Regions from separate parts of the Mus musculus genome. Here all the other regions are linked to region 3. The links are chromatin contacts, called in public Hi-C maps. All regions are on one chromosome and are shown on one strand. The core of a region is the stretch at or near the end of the contact, and the rest is flanking DNA. Distances in the headings are between cores, read along the strand shown.

Region 1 (4,439 bases), core at 1,636-4,135, 9.1 Mb before region 3:
GACGTGGCCGCCTGCCCTGAGGGACCTTGGCCATCCCCTTCCCCACCGTCATTCCAGAGGGGATTCCCGGCCACTGTCTGGGCCGCGGATTTTCCCCGCTGGCTACGTGGGGAGCAGGGAGGAGTCAGGCTATGAACTTCCTCCTGGGATTGGGGCACACAAGCGGGGGCTGGACAGAACCCCGGACTCCTAGATCCAGAGAAAAGGGGCTTGGGGCCTAGATCTTTAAGTCTTAGACCTCTAGGTCGGAGGGAAGAGGGCCGCGAGTCTAAGGGAGCATAAGTGGGGCCTGGATTCCTGGTGCTGAAGGAGGTGATCTGTGTGTCTGGACCACTGGACAAGGAAAGGAACGGGTTGAGAGCCAAGGCACAAGGTGTGGGGCAGAAAAGAGCTAGCACCTGGCCCCGTATTTTAGATGACGACACACTTTGTGAGTCCTACGGCTTAAAGTCTTCATTTTCAGAGGGGTTGTCCTGCTTAAACCGTCTTCTATCCCCAACGCCCGCATCCTTTAGAGAGTAGCCCAATACCAGGCATCCAAGCTTTAATCCCAGTGACTCAGCAGATAGAGGAGGGGGCCAGGCTGAGTCAGGAATGGCAAAAGGTTCCCAGTCTCCAGGGAATCGAAACTGGAATTACTCCTCCATGATCCAGTCCCTGCTGGCCTCCAAAAAACCCCGACATGCCCCACCCCAACCCTCGCTTTTTGCGTTTGGTCCTAAAATTGGCTGGCTCAGGGATTTGTAAACTGGGCGGGAGGCAAGTTTTTGTGCCCCTCCTTCCCTTCTTTTCCCGTTGTCCTCGAGACTGTTTACAACAGACTGGAACCCTGGTTACAAGAGAAGGAACCCAAGCGTCCGGGCTGAGCGTCCTCGTCACGGCTTCCAGGAAGCCCCCCCTCCCCCGCCCTAAGCGAGTGAGTCACGGGCGAGCGGGAGGCCGCAACCGTGCCACAGCAGCCTATGGCCCGCCCTGCTCACGGGACCAGCCCAGGAAGGCCCCTTGGCCCCAGAAAGCGCTGCACCAGGGATTCCCCCCAACCCCCTCTCCTATGAGGCAAGCCAGTAAGTAGCCTGGCAGAATCTCCCTACCTCGATACGCAACGCACCGTGTGAGAACTTCCCAGCATGGTAATTACACTCCTGGCAATGATAACCCCCATACACAAGAACTCTTTTTCACTGGAGATATCCTTGAAATAACACTTTTGACTTGGGTGTGGCGGCCATGCCTGTAATCCTAACACTACTTGGGTGGTGGAGACTGGAGGATCGCAAGTTCCAAGCCGGCTAAGGAGACCGACTGAAAAGCAAAAACCTTACAGATCTCCAGAGAGTTGAGTTAAGACTGCTTGCATTACTAGAAACCCATTCAACGTTGAAGGTGGCCCATTCTTTCAATAGAGCAGAGCTTCCTCCCTAATAAAAGACGTAAGCTGTTCCAACCTTGAGTTTTCGGAAGCAAAACCTCTTAATTTAAACTGCAGCTTGGGTAAATGTGCTATCCAGCCATGCTAGACTAGGGGGTTGGAAGGGCACTGCTGAGCTACAGCTCAGAGCGGTCCCTACCTGGACCAACTGTCTTACAGGTTCTGTGCCTTCAGGTTTAAGTTTTTATTTCGCCTTTCTATCTTTCTGTAACCCACTTCCTCGCCTAGATTTGTTTCCCAGTCCCCTCTCCCTGTCTTACTGTCTCCCCACTTTGTAAATGTCATCTTTTTTTCTTTCTATAATAGGGTTGGCTCTAAGGAGTACATACCAAGTCGCTGAGACTTCGTTTTACTTCCTCCTTACCTTCGTGGTTTCTCTTTTTTTTTTTTTTTTTTTTTAAAAGTAGGACCTGGAACTCAATCAATAGCTTAGTCTGACATTGAACGCCTGATCCCCCTTCCTCCACCTCCAAATGCCAAGATTACAACCATATGCCACTGTCTTGTCTTTTGTTTTGTTTTTCAAGACAGGGTTTCTCAGCCGAGCATGGTGACACACGCCTTTGATCCCAGCACTCCGGAGGCAGAGGCAGGCGGATTTCTGAGTTCAAGGCCAGCCTGGTCTACAAAGTGAGTTCCAGGACAGCCAGAGCTATACAGAGAAACCCTGTCTCGAAAAACAAAAACAACAAACAAACAAAAAAGACAGGGTTTCTGTGTGTAGTCCTGGCTGTTCTGGAACTCACTCTGTAGACCAGGCTAGCCTCGAACTCATAGAAATCCGTCTGCTTCTGCCTTCCAAGTGCTGAAATTAAAAGTTTGGGCCATCAGTGATCTGGCATCTTTTTACTTCCTAAGAAAAGGGTCTCACCAAGTTACTCAAGCTGCCCTAGAACCCACTGTATAGTGGAGCCAGGCCTTGAACTACCAGTCTCCTGCCTCAGCCTCCCTGAGGGGCCGGAATCACAGTCCTAAACCAGCAGATCCTACTTGTGAATGTCTCTCACTGTCTCTTTGTTTTTCTCTCGGCTTCTGGCCATCTCTGTCTCTTCCAACTTGTCTCTCCCCGCCCCCGTCTGTCTCACACGCACACGCCCTCAGTCTCTGCCCTTGTCAATTGTCCCTAGAGCCCTGCCCCCACTTCTGCCCCAGTTCTCTTCCCGACTGCCTTCCACCTCTGAAAAACACTAGGACGCCCCGCTACCATCACCTCCAGTTGGTCGTACACAACCCTCCCTACTACCCCCCGAGAGGGGCCGGAGCTGCGGGAGGGCCAAGTTCAGGCACATTTTGCATGCTAACCAGCAGATAGGCGGAAGGGGCCTAGTACCAGGCCGGCCGAGCTACGCCGCGGGGGCGCGTCCCGGAAGCTCTAGTGGCCACGCCCCCAGGCCGCCCCATAAAAGGAGAAAGCTCCTGCTGCGGGCCACAGCCTGACTTCTGCGAACCGACAGTCGGTCTCTTCACCAAGGCCATTCGCGCCACCATGGATCTCTCTGCCATCTACGAGGTGAGTACCTGTTAGACAGCATCCCGGGATCCCCGACGCACCAAACTTAGGCCCGGGACGCCTCCGTACCTTCTCAGACTAGCCCTGGCTGGCTGGAAATGAGAGAGGGAGCCAGCGAGCCTAGCGCCTCGGTCCAGATACCGGCGATCCCCTTGGGACGAAAAGCTGGCACACTGCTGTCACTCGCGTAGGGCGGAAGCGGCATCACACCTGTCTAGTGCCCTTCGCTGCCCATGGCGCGGTTTGGTGGCCAAGCAGGTGCTAAGGTTGAGGTAGGGGGGGAGTTGACAGGGTAAGAGTTCTAGAGAGATCTGGCCTCCTGGGTCAGCTTTGGCCGGCTCCTTCAAGTTGTGAAACGAGCGCCCGGTGGGCGGTCATATGGGGGGGGGGGGAGTCCTAGAGGCCCAAAGTTGGCGAGCAGCAGTGTGCTTTGATTTGGGGGGGAACCCTCTCTCGATCGGGGATACTGGGCTTCCTAGATCCTTCTGGATTACCTTCAGTCATGTGGAAACACTCAAATCTCTGTAGTCAGGTTCTCCCTGGAGTTTGTGTGAGCCGGGTGGGGCTCAGGCCGAGAACCCACAAACCGGACTGGCAAGCTCGTGAAGTGCTTTACAACAGGGGCGGGGCGACGTCACCTTACCTTTTCTGGTGGCCTAACCGAACCCTGTTCCTCTCAGAGCCTCCAGTCGATGAGCCATGACCTGTCATCCGACCACGGAGGAACCGAATCCCTCGGAGGACTTTGGAACATAAACTCGGACTCCATCCCGTCTGGGGTCACCTCTCGCCTGACTGGCCGCTCCACTAGCCTGGTGGAGGGCCGAAGCTGTGGCTGGGTACCCCCACCCCCTGGTTTTGCACCTTTGGCTCCCCGCCCAGGCCCTGAGCTGTCACCCTCACCTACTTCGCCTACTGCAACTCCCACCACCTCCTCTCGATACAAGACCGAGCTCTGTCGGACCTACTCAGAAAGCGGGCGTTGTCGCTACGGGGCCAAGTGCCAGTTTGCTCACGGCCTGGGTGAACTTCGCCAAGCCAATCGCCACCCCAAGTACAAAACGGAACTCTGCCACAAGTTCTACCTCCAGGGCCGCTGCCCCTATGGCTCTCGATGCCACTTCATCCACAACCCCACCGAGGACCTAGCTCTCCCTGGCCAGCCCCATGTGCTGCGACAAAGCATCAGCTTCTCCGGCTTGCCCTCAGGCCGCAGAAGCTCGCCGCCACCTCCAGGCTTTTCTGGCCCTTCCCTGTCCTCTTGTTCCTTTTCGCCTTCCAGCTCCCCACCGCCCCCTGGGGATCTTCCACTTTCCCCTTCTGCCTTCTCTGCTGCCCCTGGGACCCCTGTGACTCGAAGAGACCCTAACCAGGCCTGTTGCCCCTCCTGCCGAAGGTCTACTACCCCCAGCACCATCTGGGGGCCCTTGGGTGGCCTGGCTCGGAGCCCATCTGCCCACTCTCTGGGATCCGATCCTGATGACTACGCCAGCAGCGGCA
Region 2 (4,272 bases), core at 69-2,568, 7.9 Mb before region 3:
TCCCAGGTTGTGTACATGCTTCATGGTAGTGGCAGTACACGATCCATCAAAGGTGGTGTGTGCAGCGATGACATCCCTGTGTGTGACATGTATGGGGCAGTATGACACTGTGGCATGTGAGTAGTCTCTGGCCTGGTGACTGTGTTGGTGAGGCTGCTGTTGTGTGCAACATCAAGACCGAGGACTTGGGAATCTAAGGGGGGGTCTTGAGTCTGTGCCTGGTTTGACTTAGTGTACACCACCTCATGTCTGCAAACTAGGACGGTGGCTCACTGTGTTCCTAAAAACACGTGCTCCTGAGGTTTGTGTGTGCACTGATGGAGATTTGTTTCTTTGTGTGTGTCTGTGTGCCTGCGAACACGAACATTCTTCGCCATGTGCCACTGTGGTTCTTGTGCAACCCGGACTCCTGGTCATACTTAATGTACCCTGATGTCTTTATAGCCATAGCCTTCTGGAGACAGGTGCAGCCCCCCTCAGGACAGCTTCAGCTGCTCTCACAAAATGTCAGCAAGTATCCAAGCCCACTTATTGCCCATTTGTTAGGCCCTGGAGTTGGTGGAAAGGGTCGGGCATTCAAATAACCCTATCCACACAGCCCTCCCCGGAATGGTGGTATAAATATTAAGAGTAGCTTAGTGGTAGAGCGCTTGCATCGCACATGTGAAGCTCTGGATTCAGTCTCCAGCACTACAGAAACAAAAAATCCGCTTGGGCTACAGAGGAGCTGGGTTTTGCAAATGTCTTCTTTGTGAGTCTGTCCCAGGTTGCTTTAATCTGACTCCCACAGTTGCCCTGAGGGAGCAGCGAGGAGCGGGTCATGCAAATAGTACACATTTGCTCATTTGTTCTACCCGGTTTCGCTTCTCTAAGGACGTCCCGTACTCACCGTTATTTTTTTTTAAGTGCTTATGTAAATTACTGACGTAGGAATTTACATACACTTTCCAACTAACTGCGCAGTCATTTCTCAATATACTCTTGGGCTGTGTGCAGGAGCGGCCCATGTAAATGAGACATTTGCATAGCAAATGCCAAGAACCCAGCTGACAAGTTCACTGACACTTTTGGCTCCGAGGGGTGGGCCTTTCTGTGTGAAACTGCTCTTTTGTACCCCTCTCCAAGGGGCCGTCTTGAGAACTCACAGAACGCCTTTTACTGAACCTGCGTGTCTGCTTTCGCGTGGAAGGGGAGGAGCACATAATGCAAATAAGCCTCGCGTCCCGGACCAGCTCACTTCTTGGGCAGTGCGTTCTAAGCCTCCTGTCAACGTGCGGTTCGCGCACGCGCAGTCTCCTCGGCCGGGCCGCTGTCACGTGCCCAGCGGGCGAGGCGGGGGCGGGGCGTCGCGGGCGGTGGGGGGCGGGGTATGGCGCGCTGCGAAGCGCAGGGCGGCTGGCACAAACGGCGGCGCCGAGGCCGGAGGAAAAAGCTCGGTGAGGAGGTCGCGCGAAGGGAAAGACCCGGGGAGGAGAAGGAGTCTGAGGCCCGGTGGCCGGGCGCGGGCGACGGGGCTGGAGGCGGGAGCGCGCGCGGGCGGCAGCGACCCCACGCTAGGGCGTTGGGGGTGGGGAAGGAAGCGCGCGCCCGGCGCGGTGGGGCGGACCATTGGGGGCCACGGGAGCGCGCAATAACCACCAAGGGGAGGGGCCGGGCCGAGGCGGCCCCGCCTCAGTCACCCGGGGCGTCCCGCGGCCCCTGGGTCCTGGCGGAGGGGGTTGGGAGGAAGGCAGTCGGGTCGGACTCTGCTCTCGGGCTCCCTTCCGTCAGTCCGTCCGTCTGGCAGGACCTCCCTTCCGGCTGGGTGTGTGTCGGGCCCCAGTAGGCTTCCTCCCGTAGGGCACAGGTCGACCCCACCGGCCCTCCCGCTCCCCTGCCGTCTTGTTTTTCTCCCTGTTCTCTTTGTCCCTGGACTCCCGGTTTTCCCCGCCTGCCCTGGCTCGTAATCTTCCACCCAGGCGATTAGGTTCCCGCGAATGTTGCGCGGTGGCATTGCCCGTTGGTTCCCCACAACCCTGACTTTACCCTAGATTCCACACTCCCGTTTTCTGTGTCTCCTCCCTCCTCATCTCTCTGAGTCTCTATAGAAACCTCAGGCAGGTACCTTGTATTTTCCACTTGCATCGTCGCTTTTCGTCCACAGATATCTGTCTCCCTATCACCTTCCTCTCTGGGCCGTCATGCAACGTTCTCTGCACTTTCTCTCTATTACTCTTTATGCCAGACATTCCCTCTCAAATTCCCAAGTTATATGCCCCATGTTGTCTCCCTGTGTGCGTGTGTGTTTGTTGTGGCCCAGTCTGTCATCTACTTCCTGCTGGTACCATCCCCACCCCTTCCCACCTGCTCGTCTCTTGACTTCTTTTAAGTTCTTCCTTTTCTCTTTTCCAGCCACCCCCATCAGTCCCTTCTCAAGCTCCTAGAGACAACTGTGGACTTGGGGACCAGCGAGCACCCCCAGAGCACTAGAGGAGCCCCTGCTGCCTGCCCTGCCTCACCCTGCCCCACACGAGGCCCAGCGGCCCCGGGCTGCATCAAGTGGAGGAGGAGGAGGCGGAGGAGGGTGGCACCATGGGCCCGGGCCGTGCCCTCCATGCCCGGGGGATGAAGACACTGCTGCCATGGACAGCCCGTGCCAGCCGCAGGCCCTGAATCAAGCTCTCCCTCAGTTGCCAGGGTCTGTGTCAGAGTCCTTGGAGTCTAGCCGAGCCAGAATGGGGGTGGAGAGTTACCTGCCCTGCCCTCTGCTCCCGGCCTATCACCGTCCAGGAGCATCTGGGGAGGCCTCGGCTGGCAATGGGACCCCCAGAACCACAGCCACTGCTACTACGACCACTGCCAGTCCCCTGCGGGAGGGCTTTGGTGGGCAGGATGGTGGTGAGCTTTGGCCACTGCAGAGTGAAGGTGCTGCTGCGTTGGTCACCAAGGAGTGCCAGCGACTGGCGGCCCAGGGTGCCCGGCCTGAGGCCCCCAAACGGAAGTGGGCCAAGGATGGTGGGGATGCCCCTTCACCCAGCAAGCGACCGTGGGCCAGGCAAGAGAACCAGGAGGCCAAGGGGGAAAGTGGTATGGGCTGTGACAGCGGTGCCAGCAACAGCAGCAGCAGCAGCAGCAACACTACCAGTAGCAGTGGCGAGGCAAGTGCTAGGCTGAGGGAGGAAGTCCAGCCCTCTGCACCTGAGCGCCTGGCCCTGGACTATATTGTGCCTTGCATGCGGTACTATGGTATCTGTGTCAAGGACAACTTCTTGGGGGCAGTACTGGGTGGCCGTGTGCTGGCTGAGGTGGAAGCCCTGAAGTGGGGCGGGCGTCTTCGTGATGGGCAACTAGTGAGCCAGCGGGCGATCCCACCGCGCAGCATTCGTGGGGACCAGATTGCCTGGGTAGAAGGTCACGAGCCAGGCTGCCGGAGCATTGGTGCCCTCATGGCTCACGTGGACGCAGTAATCCGCCACTGTGCAGGGCGGCTGGGCAACTACGTCATCAATGGGCGCACCAAGGTAAGGCACTTTTCTGGTGCGTGCCTGATGCTGTGGCATGGGGGTCTGGAGACAATCCTCTGCGGGTTATGTAGCAGGGTGTAGGCACCTCCGTCAGAGGGGCTACAGTTACCTCCCTCCAAACTTTGAGTTTTGTACCAGAAATAGTTCAGCCCGGGGTGGTGGTGGTCCTCGACCTTGGGAGACCCAGAGCCCCTGACTGTCCAGACTCTCCTTAGACCACGGGTAGTGAAGCTGGCACGCAGATGGCAGAACCAGAAGGCGGAGGGAAGGCTGGCAGTGTCGAGTTAGCCTAGGCCGAGGATGGGGTGCTGCCTGTCTAGTTGAGCACGGAGCCTGGCCTCCATTCTGCCCTGTGAGCCTACTCTTGGAGCCAGGAGCACCAGGAGCAGCTTCCCAATGGTGACACTGGGTGACAGTGTGCTCGCGCAGGTAGAGCACTTGTCAGGCTCTTTCCCACTCTTCCCCGCCCCAGTCCCTGTTCTCTGTTCTCTGACTGTTTGTCACTTCCTACCTGCATGTCTCTGATCTCTTTCCTTGACCCTCTGCCTTTATATTTTTCTCCTCTATGCCTCCTTGTTGCAGAACAGTAGTTCTTAATGCTTTTGAAGTCAGGGCTTTTCGGATAAATCTGCTGAAAGCCGTAGACCTTCTTGGGAAAGGTGTACATTTAGTGGGCAGTTGTCAGGAGCCGACTGGACAGACAGTGACCTCCACGGCCTTTCTAGTCTGTTGACATACCTGTTTTCTTCATGGAAGGGTGTGTGAGTCT
Region 3 (3,960 bases), core at 935-3,434:
GCTGTCACTCATGCTGGGGCGGGCTTGGGTGACGCAGCTGTCTTTGAGTGACTTCTCCCGTAAGTCACCCCTCACCCATGCACACTCCTGTAAGTAACTCTAATAGAAAATTCATCGGTTCAGCAAATTGGACTTTGGTCTCTTCTGAGCTGGCTCCCTGTCTAGGGTGAATGGACATGTGTGTGTGGCATCTCCCCTGGAAAAGTTTTCTTTCCCTAGGCTTGGCCTGGGGTCTCCCAGGCTTTTTGCAGTTGCTGGTGGCATCCTTCTTAGTGGGTACTTAAGAATCAGGACCCTGGCCAGCGATGCAGCAGCCGTTGGCAGAGGGCTCCCCTAGCATGCAGGAGGCCCCTGGATTACATCCCCAGTAATAAACCAGGCCTGGCGACAATATAGAGGTGAGAGCAAGATGTTCATTGTCATCCTTGGGTACATAGTAAATTCTAGTCTTTGTTTTAAAAACAAACAAACAAACAAACAAGCAGGACATAAGATCAGATATGCCTGGCATGGTGGAAGGTGCCTTTAACTCCAACACTCAAGAGGTAGAGGTCATCCTGGCCTACAGAATGAATTCCAGGCCAAAGGTGGTACATAATGAGACCCCATCTCAAAAACAGACAGAGAAAGGAGGAGGGCAAAGGGTAGAAAGAGGAGGGGATGTTCACAATAGGGGGAGGGGATGTTCACAATACGTGTATATATATTCTTTCCTTCTGGATGTGGATAGAACCCAGGACTTCACACATGCTAGACATTCATTCCACTTTAAGCTACATTCCCGCCCTCACATCCCCTTTTGTTTAAATCATTAATATTGATATTATTATTATTATTATTATTATTACTACATATGAGTACTGGTTGTTTTCTGTCTTTGCATGCATGTGGAGATCAGAGAACAATTTTTAGGAGTCATTTTTCTTCTTCCACCGTGAGTCCCAGGGATGGGACTCAGGTTGTCAGGTATGTGTAGCAAGCTCCTTTACCTGTGAACCATCTTGCTGGGGCTGATACCTGCTGATTGCTAAACACATGCCACCGATTATATTAATGCACTAGTATTTTATTTATTTATTTTTCGAGACAGGGTTTCTCTGTGTAGCCCTGGCTGTCCTGGAACTCACTCTGTAGAACAAGCTGGTTTCGAACTCACAGAGATCTCCCTGCTTCTGCTGGGATTAAAGATGTGTGCTGCTGCCGCAGCTGCCACCACCACCAGACACCACCAATTATTATTGTTCAATTATTATTGTATACACACTTTCTTTTCTGTCTCCTGAGCTAAGTGGGAAGGAGAGGCTTCCAACACCATCAAGCCTGAAGAACTCACCGGGTGTGGGTTCCTACCTGCTCCAATTCTGCAGGTCCCCCAGATTCAGGGACCCGGAAAAGCCACCTATCCTTTGCTTAGCTATGAGTACTGAAGTTTTAGATCAGGGAGGGAGCACATTTTCCAAGCTCACCGAGTCACACAGAATCCGTGACAAAGCTAGTGGGGAGGGGACTGCATCCTTACCCATCCCTACACCTGGAGATATCACAGACTCTCCAATTCCTCCTGAGCCTCAGTTTCCCCACCTAGACTGATTATACCCCTCTCGCCAGAATCTGCACTGGGGACCTTGCTCTTTTTCACCAGCAGGGGCGCTGCACCGGTTTGGGGAGGGTGGGGTCCCAGGGGTATAAGCAGACCTGGGATCTGGAGTTGCACCTTCTCCAACCCGGGTCAGCAGGGGCCTTCTGAGGGAGTTTAGGCGCCTGTCAATCTCAGCCTCCGGGACAGCGTGGAACTGCGCAGGCGCGGGCGGGTTCCGCACAGCGCAACAGCGGGCGCGCGCAGGAGCGAGGGATTCCCTCTGACGTAATTGCTAGGATACCAAACAAACACTGGGCCGCGCTGGCCGAGCTCCTTATATGGCTAATTGCGTCACAGGAACTCCGGGGAGGGCGGGGCGGGATCCCCTCCCGCGAAGCCCCTCAGAACGCAGCCTTGGGGACCCCCGAGACCCCCAGGGTCACACTATGGGCAGGTGGCAGGTGCACGAGGCCCTGGAGGGCGCCACAAGGAGCTCAGTCGGCGGGAAGGGAGAGTTTGGGAGGTTTGTGCATGGAGTTGCGGGTGACGCAAGCGCGGGGGCGGGTCCCGGAGGCATAAATTCAGCCCGGCAGCTCCCGGTTTCATTCATAAGACTGGAGCGGCTACGCCGGGGACACGCGGAGCCGGGGCTTGCTGGACTTGACTACTGGTGACTCTTTCTTTTTCTTCTTCTTGGAGGCCGTGAAAAATTTATATATATATATTTATATATATTTTTAAACTGGAGAGAAAGTTTTGTGGGTTTCCTTTTTGCAAGACTCTTTCTAGATCGTTCTTCCGATTCGTCCGGAGGATAGACTTTCTTTCTGTGGGCTTCTGGATCGCGCCCCTCTGCTCTCCCTCATTTCTTGGGACGCTTCGACAGGATTGGAACTGCATCTGAAGCGCACGCTGCACCGCGGCACTGCCCGGCGGGTTTCTGGGCGGGGAGCGATCCCCGCGTCGCCCCCCGTGAAACCGACAGAGCCTGGACTTTCAGGAGGTACAGCGGCGGTCTGAAGGGGATCTGGGATCTTGCAGAGGGAACTTGCATCGAAACTTGGGCAGTTCTCCGAACCGGAGACTAAGCTTCCCCGAGCAGCGCACTTTGGAGACGTGTCCGGTCTACTCCGGACTCGCATCTCATTCCACTCGGCCATAGCCTTGGCTTCCCGGCGACCTCAGCGTGGTCACAGGGGCCCCCCTGTGCCCAGGGAAATGTTTCAAGCTTTTCCCGGAGACTACGACTCCGGCTCCCGGTGTAGCTCATCACCCTCCGCCGAGTCTCAGTACCTGTCTTCGGTGGACTCCTTCGGCAGTCCACCCACCGCCGCCGCCTCCCAGGTAAGTTTTAGATCGTAAAGATTCTACTTTAGTGGTTGGGGGGGGGGGTGTTTCTTTCAGGCTAAAGTGTAGATTGAGCATCCTCTCAAATAGAGACGCGCCAAAACCCAGGATCTGGGATTGCAATAGTTCGGTTTGCACTTTGGTTTTTTGTTGTTTGCAAACTGCAAAGAATGGAGTGATGTTTGCAAAAGGTTATTTGCGCGGAGCGCGGGAAAGGAATGCAGCTGGGCAAACGTTGGCGATGCCCGGTGCAAAGTATATACCCGGTGGTTAGCAGAAGCTGAGAACTTTTAGCCGAAAGCCGGCTCCCTAAGCCGAAGCTAGGCAAGTAGGGGAAGAAAAAGAAACAAAAAATTCCAGAGAAGCTTCCAGGAGCCTCCTCCTCTTCCCTCTTCCTTCAAAACGCGGACTGCAAGTCCGCAGTCACCCTCCACCCAGCAAGAGTTAGGGCCTCGAACCCCGGTCACGCTGCCTCCGCCTCCTGCGCGGAGACGTAACGGGGGACCCGTGCGTAAAGGCTGACGCGCTGGAATCCTCCGTCTGACGCGGGGCACGCACAGCGCGCAGCGCCCCCTCCGCCCGCCCCGCCCCTGACGTCCCGGGCACGTTCTATTTTGGAACGCCGAGGCCACGTTGCTAAGGGAGGGGGCAGCGTGGCTTTGTGATTGGCTGTCGCGGCGCGAGCTTTAGCCAATCAGCGTTCCCTTCCTATTTGTAGAGCGTAGCTCCCTTCCTTGCTTTTTGTGGTTCTTCCCGTGCTGGGGGTCTCCAAGAGGGAGAGCTAGGGGATTCTTGTCGCGATCGGGGGACTCGTTGTCACCCCATGGGTCTGCGAGGACCTTGTGTGGACCTGGTCCTGTTGTCATAAGCTAGAGGCTTTTGGCTGAGTGTTAGCGCCTCTAAGGGGGAACTGAAGGCCTCATCCCTTCTCCAGGCACACATATACGTGCTCCCTGAGCTCTAGACACTCAGTCCTTCCGAGGTGTTCAAACACTAGATGAGCTAGCCTACGGAGAGGCAGCCAGGTGGTCTCT

The links. A called contact is a pair of places that touch in the nucleus more often than the background predicts.
Region 1: a contact with region 3 is called in a Hi-C map of CD4 T cells, with 5 times the contacts expected there. The contact joins the promoter of Zfp36 here to the promoter of Fosb in region 3.
Region 2: a contact with region 3 is called in a Hi-C map of B cells, with 5 read pairs. The contact joins the promoter of Egln2 here to the promoter of Fosb in region 3. A contact is called at or near these places in 1 of 39 promoter capture datasets (cranial neural crest) and 1 of 484 Hi-C or Micro-C datasets (B cells).

The regions. Positions count from the first base shown.
Region 1 is chr7:28,377,674-28,382,112 of GRCm38.p6, reverse strand. It overlaps Zfp36 (zinc finger protein 36), which reads left to right and starts at 2,885. Exons shown (of 2, transcript NM_011756.4): 1 at 2,885-2,939; 2 at 3,620-4,439. The coding sequence starts at 2,916.
Region 2 is chr7:27,163,848-27,168,119 of GRCm38.p6, reverse strand. It overlaps Egln2 (egl-9 family hypoxia-inducible factor 2), which reads left to right and starts at 1,318. Exons shown (of 6, transcript NM_053208.4): 1 at 1,318-1,436; 2 at 2,392-3,500. The coding sequence starts at 2,622.
Region 3 is chr7:19,308,269-19,312,228 of GRCm38.p6, reverse strand. It overlaps Fosb (FBJ osteosarcoma oncogene B), which reads left to right and starts at 2,184. Exons shown (of 4, transcript NM_008036.2): 1 at 2,184-2,923. The coding sequence starts at 2,798.